2 separate regions of the Zea mays genome follow, and region 2 is linked to region 1. A link is a contact called in public Hi-C data. All regions are on one chromosome and are shown on one strand. Each heading gives the region's core, a stretch centred on a gene start, on an enhancer-like site or on the middle of the called end of the contact. The rest is flanking DNA. Distances are from core to core; before and after follow the strand shown.

What was found. A called contact is a pair of places that touch in the nucleus more often than the background predicts.
Region 2: a Hi-C map of tassel shows a contact between it and region 1, with 5 times the contacts expected there. The contact joins the promoter of LOC100284338 here to the promoter of LOC100193325 in region 1. A contact is called at or near these places in 11 of 25 Hi-C or Micro-C datasets (bundle sheath, ear, leaf and 5 more) and 1 of 3 datasets of contacts at active chromatin or transcription factors (seedling).

What each region holds. Positions count from the first base shown.
Region 1 is chr5:221,774,892-221,781,928 of Zm-B73-REFERENCE-NAM-5.0, reverse strand. LOC100193325 (embryo defective12) reads left to right here and starts at 4,165. Exons shown (of 10, transcript NM_001138462.2): 1 at 4,165-4,550; 2 at 4,687-4,726; 3 at 4,846-4,905; 4 at 5,285-5,346; 5 at 5,487-5,542; 6 at 5,626-5,659; 7 at 6,056-6,128; 8 at 6,214-6,306; 9 at 6,446-6,728; 10 at 6,809-7,037. The coding sequence starts at 4,258. The coding sequence ends at 6,688.
Region 2 is chr5:221,946,689-221,953,725 of Zm-B73-REFERENCE-NAM-5.0, reverse strand. It overlaps LOC100284338, which reads right to left and starts at 4,166. Exons shown (of 9, transcript NM_001367186.1): 1 at 3,782-4,166; 2 at 777-884; 3 at 597-692; 4 at 342-434; 5 at 142-227; 6 at 1-39. The coding sequence starts at 4,100.

The sequences.
Region 1 (7,037 bases), core at 2,916-5,415:
ATCTCTGTGTTTGATCTCTTGTGGTATTGTGTTTTGTTGAGACTCCTCTCTAGCCACTTGGCGATTATTGTGCTAACACTTAACAAGTTTTTGTGGCTATAAGTTTAAGTTTCACAGGATCACCTATTCACCCCCCTCTAGGTGCTCTCAGGTATTCAAGTGGGTCTTTGGACCGCTTGAGAGGGGTTGATTGCAACCCTCGTTCGTTGGGACGCCACAACGTGGAGTAGGCAAGTGTTGAACTTGGCCGAACCACGGGATAAACCACTGTGTCTATCTGTGATTGATCTTCTTGTGGTTATCGTGTCTTGCAAAGACTCTTATCTAGCTCCTTGGCTTTATTGTGCTAACTCCTAACCAAGTTTTGTGGCATTAAAGTTTAAGTTTTACAGGATCACCTATTCACCCCCTCTAGGTGCTCTCAGAAATTTCCCGTGGAGAATCGGGAATCGAGACCCGTTGCCATTTCTATAAACAACAAGCTTTTCTCTTTTTCTTTCCCAACAAGAACGTGATAGCTCTAAGGTTATGATCAACCGATCGTGTTTCTAAAGATTGAAATAAAAGATATGGACAGGAGACAACCTTAGCCCATACGTTGCTCTATATGGAAGGGCAACATCGGCGGTGTTTGGTGTTGTTGATGATAGTTAGGCATCGACCGCGATGGTCGCTTCTGATGTCTTTAGGCTCGTATAGACGTGTAAAATATTATTTTTTTGCTATAAATTGCACTGTTTAGAAAATCGATTTTTAAAATAAGAAGTGTGATAGGGAATCATAAAGGTAGTACGCTGGAGACCGTCCCAGTTAGGGATGGCAAATTAACTTGCAAATCCAAAACCCGACGGGTATCCGACTCGACGGGTGCGATATAGGTGAAGTTTTTTTACCTATAGGTGCACCCGCACTCGACCTGAAGTTTCACATTTGTGGGTGTGGGTTTCTATTTTAACCCGCGTTGACCCACACCCGATTTGAAATTTGGTTTATTCTTTATTTTGCACAAAAATAATTAAGATACAATAGTAATTAGTTTGATAAGTAACTTGGCTAATAATTCATGAAATGTTTTGTTACTCCTCAACATGGAAAGACATAAATTCGTAGATATAACTCAATTATTCACGGTTCTTAATTTCTTATAGCCGAAATATTGTTTAAAAATGTGTACTGAGTAAAAATCTGCGTGTGACTCGAAACCCGATAGGTTCAGATGCGGGTTTGGAATTGCACCTACGATACGATCACGAGTGGGTTTAGATAGACTTCACGTGTGATCATGGGTGGATTTTTGCTCCACCCGATCAAAAGTCGATCCATTGTGATTAGAGGTGTCAATGGGGAATTCTCCATTGGATTTGGACACCTCGTACCCATTGCCATGAAGCTATACTTATCCCCATCTTCGTACCTATACCCATTATAGGTATAAGGTTCATCCCATACATATCCCCATTCACGTATTGGTTCCTTATTGGGTCTCCATCTCCAACAAAAAAACATTATCACATTATATTTTATTTGACACACGTGACACCCAACAACAATATATCACCAATAAATTTAACATGTAAAAAGAAAAACATTGTTTAACCATATAAAACAACAAAAACAAAGTGACACGTGGGCTAATGGATGAGGCGGTTAGTGGCTGCATGCCTGTGTTGGGTAGATGTATAGGTGTACATTCGGGTCGGGCCGCCCAAGCCCGAAAAGACCCGTATTATTTGAATTTCGGCTTGACCCGTTTGAATTTCGGGTCGGGCTGGTCCATGGGCCTAGCCCTCGGCCCACGACCCGGCACATAATTACTTAAACGTGTCGGGCTCATTTTGTGTGGCCCGAAATTATAAAAGCCTGAAATTAATTTTTTGGCCCGAAATTCATATCAGAACCCTAAATTCAAAACAAATTTAATAAAACAAATAAAAGATAAGCCAAATAAATCTGAACAAAAACAAACTTAATATTTGTATTAAAGTTACGAGAGCTATGCAACGACTACCTCGTTTACAAATCATTTTGTTAGAAGGAAAAAGAAGTAAAATCAGCTCTATACAAAGTTCGTAAGTTCAGTTTATTATCTAATGTTCATAATAAAAGTAAAATTACATCACATACTCCAATTCAAAGCTACAAAAAAACATCTAACTAGCATTATCTCTAACTTTATGTTCTTTATCAAGTAAATGAAAATGTGGAATGCAGTGCAGTTTTAATAAATACTAGTCGGTTGCCCGTGCGTTGCGACGGCTTACAACAATACCCACGTAAACTGTCAACCAAAAAGATCTCAATATTTTTTATTGATTGTCCCTGCTCTTCGTATAATATTCTTTTGATTTGGCTAATTGATGTTATTGTTTACTCCATGTAATATGTCTTGGTACAACGCGGCCAATGAAGTGTGCAATTAGAAGAGAGTTCACAACGACGACTGACTGAACGAACAGAAATTATAAAATGATATAATTCCACGATACAGAGACCAAATAAGAAAAAGTTTGTGAGCTCAAGTTTCTAAAATAAGTCACATGAACTCAAACTTATAAAAAAGATAGATCAAAATATGAAGTGATTGTTAAAGTCAGGCACCAATAAACACTGGATGCGCTACATATAAATTATGCTACTTCGTAGCAATTACTAACATTTAAAACCAATAAATAACCTTTCCTTTTACTGTTAGTGTGACAAATCATTGTTGCTCCATTCAATTCAGCAACCTCAAACACCATGAAGCCCATTGCGCCAATGTGGTCTCAGAAACGACCTAATGCTTGCAAAAGGCAAGAACGACGTGTCGTGCTTGGGCTATAGCCTCGGCTCGTAGTGCTGGCCCGGCCTGACACGATTATATTTTTTATTTTACAAAAAACGTATATACGTATATACAATTTATATTCAATATTAAAAACATCTTAGTATGATGTTCTACTGGTTAGACACTTTCACCCAGTGTCTGTCGCCCTGATGGACTTCTTTCATCAGGGCATGGGTTCGAATCCCATCTCATGCACCATTTTTTAACATTTTACGTTGATTTAATCAAATGGGTCGACAGGCTAACAGGCTGGTCTGGCATAGTCAGCAGGCCGGCATGACGGGACGACGTTGAAACTGGTGCTTTAAGTACAGTATAGATATGGGCATTTCGTGTCTCTATATGGGTCATTCCGTGCCTGCCTTAAATGGGTCGTGCTCGTGCCCGCCCATGGGCCGCGACCTTGGCCCAAACCCGGCTCGACACTAAAATATTTTGAGTCGTGCCGTGCCTGGGTCGTGCTTTTTTCCGTGCTTCGGTCCGGCCCATGAGGCCCAGCCCAAAAGTACACATATAGATAGATGGGTGCTTAAAAGAGTTGCGAGCGATATGGTTAGTTGTCATGCTTATACCCATGTGTAATCAGGTACGAATTTATGCTTTTCCATATTCATACCCACACACCCAATGGGTGAAGAATTTCTCTAAATATGTACCCATGGAGATTAAAATCCTCACATATCCTACCCCTAACAACTTGTTTAGGAGAAAAGGAAATGAGTGGATTGGAGGGGCTAAAATCTCCTTACTATATAAAATTTAATAACAAGAAGATTTTATTTCCTCTAATCTCCTACATTCCCCTTTCTCCTAAATATACCCTAATTGTCATCGCCATGGTTAACGGGTATGCGGCTCCATTGACACCTCTAAATGTGATCCCTAGTCCTATTTCATCATCTATCTCATCTTCTATTTCAAATTTTATTCTGTAAAACAGTATTAAATAGTGTTACCTATTGTACTACATCCTATTTTAGCAGCTTCATTCCGGGCTCAACGGATCTTAACCTACCACCGCAAAGTACGGATGGAAACACTGTCGTTTACCGTCTTCACTTCAGCAATTCGGAGGAGATTGGACGCCACAAATCTCGATCCGGGAAATCCAGGCGAACCTCGTGACTGGATTCAAGTCCGGTATACTGGAGATTTTGGAACGAAATCGAAGCGGAGACGAAATCCTCGAAGGCCCAGAACGTAAGTGACCTCATCACTCAGGCCCAGACCCAGTCCACAACAAAACGGGATTCACTACGAGGCTCATAACACTAAGGCCCACGTCCCTTCGCCCAGACCCCCACCGGAAGGGCTCTCATCGTCCCCTCCACTCCACTCGTTTCTTTCGCTTCCCGCGGCGAAAGCCCTCGAAGCAGATAAGGCCTACCGGCTGCCGCCGTGCCCGTGCTCGCGCTCGACCACCGCCGGCCATGGTCGGCGTCGCCCTCGCGCCGGCAGTGTCCCGCGTGCCTTGCCGTCCCGGCGCTTCCTTCCACGCCTCGCGCCCCTCCTCTTCGGCGCGGCTCCCGGCCAGGCCGCGGGCGCGGGCGCGGGCGCCGCCGGAGAGGCTCGTGGTTGTCGCGCGGTACTCGTCCTCGTACGAGGTCGAGGGCGAGGAGGAGGAGGAAGATGAGGAAGGGCTCGGGGGTGGCGGAGGCTGGGGGAGGAGGGACCGCGGGCCCGACCCCGACTACGACCCGGCCCTTGACATCGAACGCATCGAGTACGTCTCGCCTCTCGCGTGCCTTATATTTTATATTTACATATATAACATGTATCCGTCGTTGCAAATCTATACTATTAACTGCTGCCGTGGTCGTCTACGTGTGTTCACGTTGCGTGGTGCCTCTCTTTGTTAGGTCCTCGACCGTAAGGCTATTGGACGAACAGAAAAGAATGGTAATTCTCATCTCTAGTTATGCTGCTTCGCTAATTTTAGATTTCATTGTTGTGCATCGTTAGATTAGCTGTTCATTTGGGCATTCCTCTTCATTGTTTTCCTACATATATATATGTAGGTTGGTGTAGTATCTGTCAGCGAGGCAGTTCAGATTGCAGACGATAATGATCTTATACTGGTACGCTATTTGCCTCAGATGTTTTTACTTATTCTTTTCCTCCAAAAGGATACATTTCAGCATAAATGTTGTACAGAGAGTAACTGAGGATTGTTCACTAGCATAAATGATTATTGTAGCAGTCATGAGTTGTCATGCGATGGCTAAAAACTCTGGCCCTAACACTAGCTACTTGCTACTAGAGCAACAAAGTGAACACGATAGTTTTTTATTCCCTGCTCGGTGCAATATCTGCAGGCGCATGAACTAGCTTTGCAAACTGCCTTCATAAACAGGACATATGCTTACCTTATACCAGACGTTCATTCATCAGACGACACTTGCTATTAGTCTACTACTAATGTACACCAATTAGGATTGCTGATATTTTCTATTTCAGGCAATATTATCAATGGATGGGGACCCCCCAGTACTTCGACTCTTTGATGAGAGAGATTACAAGTATGTTGCAATTAACAACACACCAACCTATAGTTTAAATGCTTTTAGAAAAAAAAAGATTGTATAGTCGCATGGTTTGTTTGATTCAGACTTTATTCATTTTAGGATCATATGAATGCATTTTTGTTGGTTTTGTACAGAAAACATAGGTATGAACAACAGAAGAAGAAAAAGATTCAGCAGAAAAGATCTGTCGGTATGCTTATTGAACCATTCTTTTTCTGCCGATTTTGTTGATAAAGATTCAAAGGAATTGAGTTTGATGTTTATTCCTTGCAGCGAAACGCATGGGCTTGAAGGAGCTGAAAATGGGGTACGAATCATCTCAGTTTGAATTTTGTTTCAGTTCCATTGGTTATTGACCCTTATATCTAAACTGCTGCATTTTCTGGAACTTTTTATTAGACCAGAAGGATAGGTCTTATTTTATTCCACCTTGCATAGCTAAGTAACTTCTAGCATGTAAGAACTAATAAAACTTTTGAGGCAAACTTGGCTAGAGCTACTTTGAGCTATTTGCCAATTGCCATATTGGAAATGCAAAATTTCTTAGATAGATCGATTGGTGTTGGCATAGTATATTTCTGGCAATTGTGCAATAATTTATTGATTTGTCTGTGGCATCATAAGGCTCCTGAATTACAACAGACACATGTGTTATTATAAGTTAATGAGTTGGTGTTGAATTCTGTATGCATTTGCCTGCCAGATACAACATTGACATCCATGATTACAGCGTGAGGCTTAAAGCTGCAAAAAAGTTTCTTAAAGCTGGCGACAAGGTGATGAGAGATGTTTGTACAAGCACGTGACTGCGTCTGCGTGTATTTTTTAGCAGAACTTATTGTTTGAGACCGCCTTTTCCAGGTTAAGATAATTGTGAACCTGAAAGGACGGGAAAACTTGTACAAAAAAGAAGCTATCGAACTCCTTAGAAGATTCCAAAATGACGTTGGCGAGGTAATTTGGTCCTACATCTGTTTTAGGTTTTCATTTCACAACCAATTCATCTTCTGTCTTTGTTCACAACATCTGGCATATCTTCCCTGATGTTAGAATCATCTGGTTGCAAGTTTTAAGTTTTGTTGTCATACTTCAGCTGGCGACCGAAGAAAGTAAGAATTTCGCGGAGAGGAATATATATCTGGTTCTTGTTCCCAATAAGATAGCTATACAGAAAGAACAGGATGAATTGAACAAAAAGGGTGCTGTGAGAGAAGAGAAAGACCAATCAGACAGTGATGAACCAGAAGAGAACGACCAACCAGACAGCGATGTACCCCTGACAGAACTGCTGGAGGAAAGTATGGAACCCGAGGCAGAAGTCTCAGCAAACGTTTGATTTGAACTGTAGAGGCCAAGGTGCCTGAGATTGAAACAAGGTATCACACACTCGAAGACATTACTATCTTTTCTCCACATCTCTTGTTTCTTGTTTCCTGAGTATATGTGTACTTTCCAGTATCACGCAGGTACAGTTGCTGTAGAATTGCAGCTCTCGTAAATACAAGGCAGGCTGGTTCTTTTGTGCAACAATTATATCTGTTAAACTCCATCTCCACAAGCTATCCGATAGGCGCCAAGGCGTCTGACAAGTAAACAAGGCTTGATGATGTATGTCCTCCAAGTCTCCAACCCCTCAGCATTGAAGGATGATGATACCTAGGAACTGGAAATCACCACCCCTCGCA
Region 2 (7,037 bases), core at 2,917-5,416, 170 kb before region 1:
GATGTTGTCGTAGTAGTTGTCGGTCACCGCGTTGCCCACCTGATCGGTGTTTTTTTTTTGGAGGGGTTAAGATTAGACTGGAGCCGGCCGGCCGGCGGCCTGCTCGTGTTTGGCAGCAGCATGCATAGATACGATACTCACAAGGATTCCCTTGAGGTTGATGAAGGGGTGAGGCGAGGCCTCGTTGTACTCGACGATCTTCCTTGCCAACTGGGGGACGTAGTGGCCTGTGGAAGCAAGCAAAGTGAACAGATTGAAGCATAAAAAAAAAGAAAACTCTTGGACAGCTAGCTGGTGTGTGTCCCTGTGGATCAGCAATGGCAGCGAGTGACATGACTCACCCGCGTAGCTTTCTCCGGCGATGTAGAAATCTCGGTGCCGGTACTGCGGGAACCGTGACATCCAGCTGACCAGGAACTGCAGCGCGTCTTGAGCTGCAGCCAACAATTCACATTTCGCAACGGCGTCAGCTAGCTGGGACTACCTGACCAGTGACACAGCTGCTAATGGCGTTTCATTTCAGGCATCGTCAGAGTCTGAGGAGCTAGCTGCTAGCTAGCTCGATGGCCCAGCAGCAGAGTTCACTACGTACGTACCGGTCCTCTCGTCGCCCGACGTCTTGAGGTCCGAGGTGGTGTTGGCGTAGGAGAAGCCGACTCCCGCGGGCGACTCGAGGAACAGAAGGTTTGCCTCTGCAACACAAGGGAACGGGCAGTCGTTGATGTTGATTAATTAAGAGTTTTAAGGGTTTTTTTCTTTCTTTCTTTGTTTCTCACCTCTGTTCCATGAGTACTTGTTGAGGAACAGGCCTGTCCCGTTTGGTTTGATCCGGAACGGGCCGATCTCCTCCGACGCTCCATACGCCACCGACGAGCATCCAGGACCTGCCAGTGCCAGGCCATCAGAACTGTACATACTATTACACAGCTGGTACTATAGCAGGCAATGCATATGCATATAGGCGGAAGCGGAAGCATGTAGAGACCACGTTTCCCGAGGCAGGCACCGAGTCAAAGAGAGCAAACAAGTCCACCGTAGCCGTCCGTTCCATGGTGGTGGCGACTGGCGGTGGCGAGGCATGCAGCTGTGGAGCCCAGGACCCAGGTGGGGAGATCGTGGGGGTGTGCCTGTGCCACTGCCACTGGCCAGTGCGTGTCGCGCGGGCATGGCGCGCTGGCCCTCACTCTCCCTCGCGCGCCACCATGCCCCACTGCGGTGTAGTACTGTAGCACGACGGCAGGCATGTATATATGTGCTTTGACGGTTCTGCTAATGTGCTATTTGGGTTATATATATATACGCATGGCATGGCCGTTCTTAGCTTTGCTTTTGGGTGGCAGCAGCACCCAGCAGGGGAAAAAAGAAGAAGGCCACACACGCATGCGATGCGAGTGGGAGTGGCCCTCTGCATCCCTGCGTGTGTGCGTGCAGTGCAGTAGTACAGAGGCAAGCACCACACGAACACACGCAGTGACACCGAGCGATCGAGCAAGCTGCTGTGCCTGTGCGTCGTTGCCATGCATGTCAAGTTGCCCGTGCCCTGCCGGTTGTGGGGTAATGTGGGTGGCCATGTGGGGCAAGGGCACTTGTTGGTGTTTAGCAGCCGGGGGCGATGATGATGACGACGACGACAGGAGGCGAGGCGAAGCAAAGAGAATAAGAATAATCGGCTGGGGGCTGGGCGACGGCGACTCCGGCAGCGCGCCCAGCGGGACGGAGATTTACGACGAAAACAAACAGCCAAAAGGTGGTGGTGCCGCGGCCCTAGCTACACGCGGAGCTTTTGGGGTTTGGGCCAGCCATCTCCCACGATCCATCAGTCACGCACGCAGACGCAGGCCGCCAGCAGGCAGCAGCTTCATCATCATTTCGTTTCCGCCGCAGTCTCGGGCCCCTGCTTGGCTGCTTGCCGTGCCGCTCGCTCGCGCGGTCACATGATCTTCTGCTGAGAGGAGAGCTCAGCTGGGGGACCTGGGGCTGAGTCACCGGGTCACGGCCACCACGGACGCATCACGCATGCGGTACGCACACCTATACGCGGCCTGTGGCTAAGATTGCGTCGATCTCCAAGGACGCTGCCTGCCTGCCTGCTGCTTCGCGGCATTCATCAGGTTCAGTCCATTCACGTTCAGAGTGACTCTGGATCTGCGATGGAGCATGGAGGGAGCGACGAGGAACCCGAAGAGATTTTTTTTCCCGCCCGATACTACTGTTGGTATTATCTCATCATTCATTCATTCATGCATGGCTGCAGCTGCTGGCGCTGGGCGGCGATGCTGCCGCGGACGGCAACGCTGCTGCTGGCGCCTGCATGCATTGCACACAGCCACGCGCCAGGTACGTGCAGCGGCAGCAAATAATGCTACCAGAACCAGTGCAGGCAGCAGTGGTGTGCGTGCGAGTGAGTGAGAGATCAGAGGGTTTTACTGGCAAAAACAGTCAGTCAGATCGCCTGGGCTGGGATCCAAGAAACCCCTGGTTGGAGCTTACGACTAGCATTAATTTGGTACAACAAGAGAGTCGTGTCGTGTCCCGTTCCCGTCTGAATAATACCGAATAATCACATGAAGAGAATCTGAATGCAACGTCGATCGGACACGAGTTGCAACCGAACGAACCAAGCACGGTTGATAGATAGAGAGTAGGAGGAGTCGACTCGGATATAGTAGAGTACTACTGTGCCAGTGTCACATGCATACATCTGGCGGATCGACACCGGCCTGGTACGTACAGCAGCAAGCGAACGCCGCAGAAGCGACACCACAGCTGCTGCTGCCGCCGCCGCCGCCGTCTGGTGATTAATAGTAGTAGTATGATAAAAAAAAGGCTCGGCAGTGCTTTTGGCATACTAGGAGCTACTAATGATGCAAACATTGTGTACTTAGGTTTGTCAGATAGGAGTACTTAATTATAAGTAACTGTGAGGCAGCAGTACTGTCCTAATCCATGGTGGCTTTGTTGTCCCCTTCTCCATCACACTACTAGTAGTATTAGTAGCTAGTAGCTAGTAGCAATAAGTACACCGCCTATAGGCTTCGGTCGCTTCATTCCAAGAGGCCAAAACAAAAAGGGCAAGACAACGCCGGCACGTAGTAGGCTATAGGCAGCTAGCTCCTGCACCTCTGCTGCAGACCATGCACACACACATGTAATGTTTGTTCAGGCCGTGGTCACGTCTCTTCGCAACATTTACTCACCCCCATTTACTACTACGTACTGCGCTGCACACTGTACTACTCTCTAGGACGTACCTTCCTCATGCACGCAGCGACCACTAATTCTCACACACACGCGCGCTACGGTAGTAGTTGCTTGCTTGGAGTCAGAGGAGAACGGAGGGTACGTAGAGGAGCTGGGAGGAGGAGGAGCAACAGAATGGTAGGTACTTTTTCTCCGTTGGGAAGGAAGAGGCAACCGGCAAGGCGTGTGGTGAGATGACAGGCAGTTTGAACTTTGGAGTCCGTGTCAAAAAGCTTTGAAAAGCTTTGTCTTGGTCACGTTTTTTTTTTAAAAAAAATACTTATACTCCAAAACCCCCCACAGCAAAGGTAAGAAAAAGAGCTCCGTAGCTAGCTAGCTATCTTCCCTCGCATGGAAAGACCGACTGACTGACTGATCTCGAGGACGACGTAATAACTCCCATATGATGGTAACATCATATCATGCAATGGCATCGTCGTTGACCACGGAGGACGAGCGAGGAACCACATGATTGCTGATTATTGCATGAAAAAAATGAGCTAATAAGCTCTGACTGCAGGTGGAGGGGTCACTGACTAACCTCCGTTGAGCCAGAGCACGAGGGGCTTGGCGGCCGCGTCGTCGCCGACGGCCTCGGTCAGCCAGTAGAAGAGCGCGCGGCCGCGGTCCCGGTCCACCGCCACGTACCCGGAGTACTGCGCGAACGCCACCGCCGGCTGCCCCGGCAGCGCCTCCACGCGGTCGCCCGCGCGCGCCCGGGTGCTCATGCCGTCCTCGCACTCCTCCGCGCCGGCTCCATATGGCAGCAGCAGCAGGACGATGGCGACGACGACGACGATCGCCATGACCAGCGCGCCGCTCGCCGCCCCACCCTCACCGCGAGGCCGCGTCGTCGCCATGGCTTTTGTGCGTGGGCAGAGAAAGGTGTGGTGTGGCTAGCAGCTAGCTAGCTCGCGACGGTGTGTACGCAGTACGCGAGCTGCTGCTGCGTATTTATCGTGGCCGGCCGGATGGCTGCCGGCCTGGAGGGTGGAGAGCGAGCGGAGGGCCGCGCGCTCAGGTATTGCTAGTGGTAGTGGTGGCTACTGGCTAGCTAGCTGTGGGGTGGTCGTCGCGGTAATAATGGGGCATTGGATCGGGCGAGGAGGTGGTGGTGGTGTGCCCTGTGCGGGGTGGGGTGGTGGCATCATTTACGCTCGCTGTGGCTGGTGGCTCTGCGGCGCGGGGAGGGATGGGAGGGAGAGGGAAGGAGGGGGCAGTTGAGCTACGCTACGCCGCCATTAATAGTGTGCGCTCCGGCCTTGGCAGGTCAGCTCGTGCGTCTCGTGCAGTCGGCAGCAGAGCCGCAGAAGGAGAGAGAGTGCGCGAGGCGGAGGAGGAGCCGAGATTGAGAAGGAGAAGGGCGCGCGCGCCGAGCCGTCACCCCCGCCTGCCTGTGCCTGCTGCTGCACTGGTGGTACGTGGCCGTAGGGATGAGATGACCAAGGCCATAAATGGCTCGCAGTCGCGCGGCGCGGCGCTCCCCCTTTCTGGCTGCGGCTGCGGCTGCTACACACATTCGGTTTCCCTCGTCCTCACGCCACGCCCCGCCCGCGCGCGTCGCGTGGTTGGGTTCGCTCAAAACAAAAGCTGCACAAGTGTCCAAGAGAGACTGAGCAATGAGAGAGTATGCGTGAACATGCACTGCACGCATTACAGCAAGGTCGCGTCGAAATGAACCTACCAAAGTTAAAACAACAAATTAAAGACGATGGCGGATGGTTCGTCATGGCCGGCCACGGCCAGATCGATCTGGAAGTACTGCTAGCTAGCCTAGGTAGCAGGATGCAAAAGTGGATGGCGGTGGTACGCCGCAAGCAACGTTGACAAGGCGAGAGGAGAGGAGAGGAGACGGATCATGGCTCGCCCTGCCTTGGTAAGGAGCAAGAGTAGAGTCAAGATGCAACTAGCCTTGACGCGCGCGTACACTACGCAGTAGCCTGCTGCATGCAATTGGCTACCTATACTGTACCAATCCAGGCTATATGTACATTTATTACTAGTCTTTCCTCTCTCTCTCTCTCTCTCTCTCTCTCTCTCTCTCTCTCTCTCTCTCTCTCTCTCTCTCTCTCTCTCTCTCTCTCTGCCTCTGCGTGTGTCATAGAGAGACGACACGTGCACACGCAGACACGCTAGCTGTCCACAGGCCGTTCAAAAACATTGTGTACATACATACTATAGTCTATACATGTGTTGCAGTTGCAGATGGATGGATATGCAGCCCATACCTTTGCTCTGCTAGCGTGCTGCCATCAGATCGATCGATATGGATACCACGCCCACTGTAAATAATCAACGCGTACACTATTGCGGATATGGATGAATACAGTGTGTCGATATGGAAACAGTTCGTGTGCCACCTCACATGCGGGACATGCACTAGTCTACGTACGTACGTACGTATGCGCGAGTCCACATAAGTGTCGACTTTCGGCTTTCTTCACTGCATACAGATTACAGAGAGACGCGCACGTCGAACCGAAAAAAGAAGACGACGAAAGCGATTTCTCGTCTCGTCACGCCCGGCTGCCGACGCTGCCAATTTGACCCGATTAAAAAACACCAGGCCGTCAGGGCCCAATAATTTCCCCTCCCTGTAGCCCGGCCCGGATCGCTTGTCAGTTGTGCGTGTCTCTCTCTCTGTCCACGTCGGCCGGCAGCAGCGAGCGAGCGAGCAGAGCGTGCAGGTGCAGCGGCATCGGGCTGTGGTGTCCCCCCGCGAGGGGCAGACGAGAATGATGCCGCTGCCACCCCCCTCGCGTCCCATGAGTTGATTTACGCCTAATCATATTTCTAATCTCGTTCAGCTGCTGCTGCCGCTGCCGCTGCCGTGTGCCCTGTACAGTACAGAAGCTATACCAGTACTACTACTTAAAAATCAGCTGGGGACTAGTAGCAGGTAGAATGATAGCGTGTGTCATTAACGGCCTAACAGTTTCCTGCGTGGAAGTACTCGCCTGCTACCTGACCTGAGGCAGTCTAGCTTGTCCCTCCTGCTAGTGCTAGTGGTAGATCAGAGATTAATGGCGCTGCCAGAGGCCCGAGCAAGATGCCCTGCGCGCCCTGCACTGTACGAGTAGGAGTAGGAGTGCTGCTCGCTTAATTATCGCTTTGGACCATTAGTCCGCAACAGTATAAGGCCCTGTTTCAGTGCTACTAGCTTATTGTTTGACAGTGTCTAACAATTAGCTGGTAAATAATTAGCTACCAAAACTAGCCAGTGTGTGTTTGGAGACTTGATTAATAGGTGTTTTTATACGATCTATTAGCAAAGTCAAATAACTAATGGCAAACTGTTTGCCAACAATTCGGCTAACAATTAGGCAATTTGTTAGTCGGCCTATTTAGAGGTTAAGTGATAAAATTAGTCGACAAACTATTTACCACAAGAATCTAAAGAGGCCGCTAGGGTAGGAGGGTAACTAGATTTGTGCTATCAGCTTTTCGAATATGTCTCTACCTCACCCTTACTCTCACTCCCTCTTCTGTACGGTAGGACTGGAGGGGTTAGTTTGGGATCCACAAAATCGTAGTGGATCAGAGGAGCTAAAATCTTCCTCTTATTTAAAAATTGAATAAGAGTGAGATTTTAGTCCCTTTAATCTTCTCTAATTTTGTGGCTTCCAAACTAACCTAGAAGTACCTCCCCTAGATAGATCCTGCTATATTTTCCCCTTGGGCATGGGTCGGTCTCACTCCCACCTTAGGCCCTGTTTGGATTCGGTACTACTAAAGTTTAGTTGGACTAAACTTTAGTGACTAAATTTTAGTCACTAAAATCTACCGTTTGGTTCCGG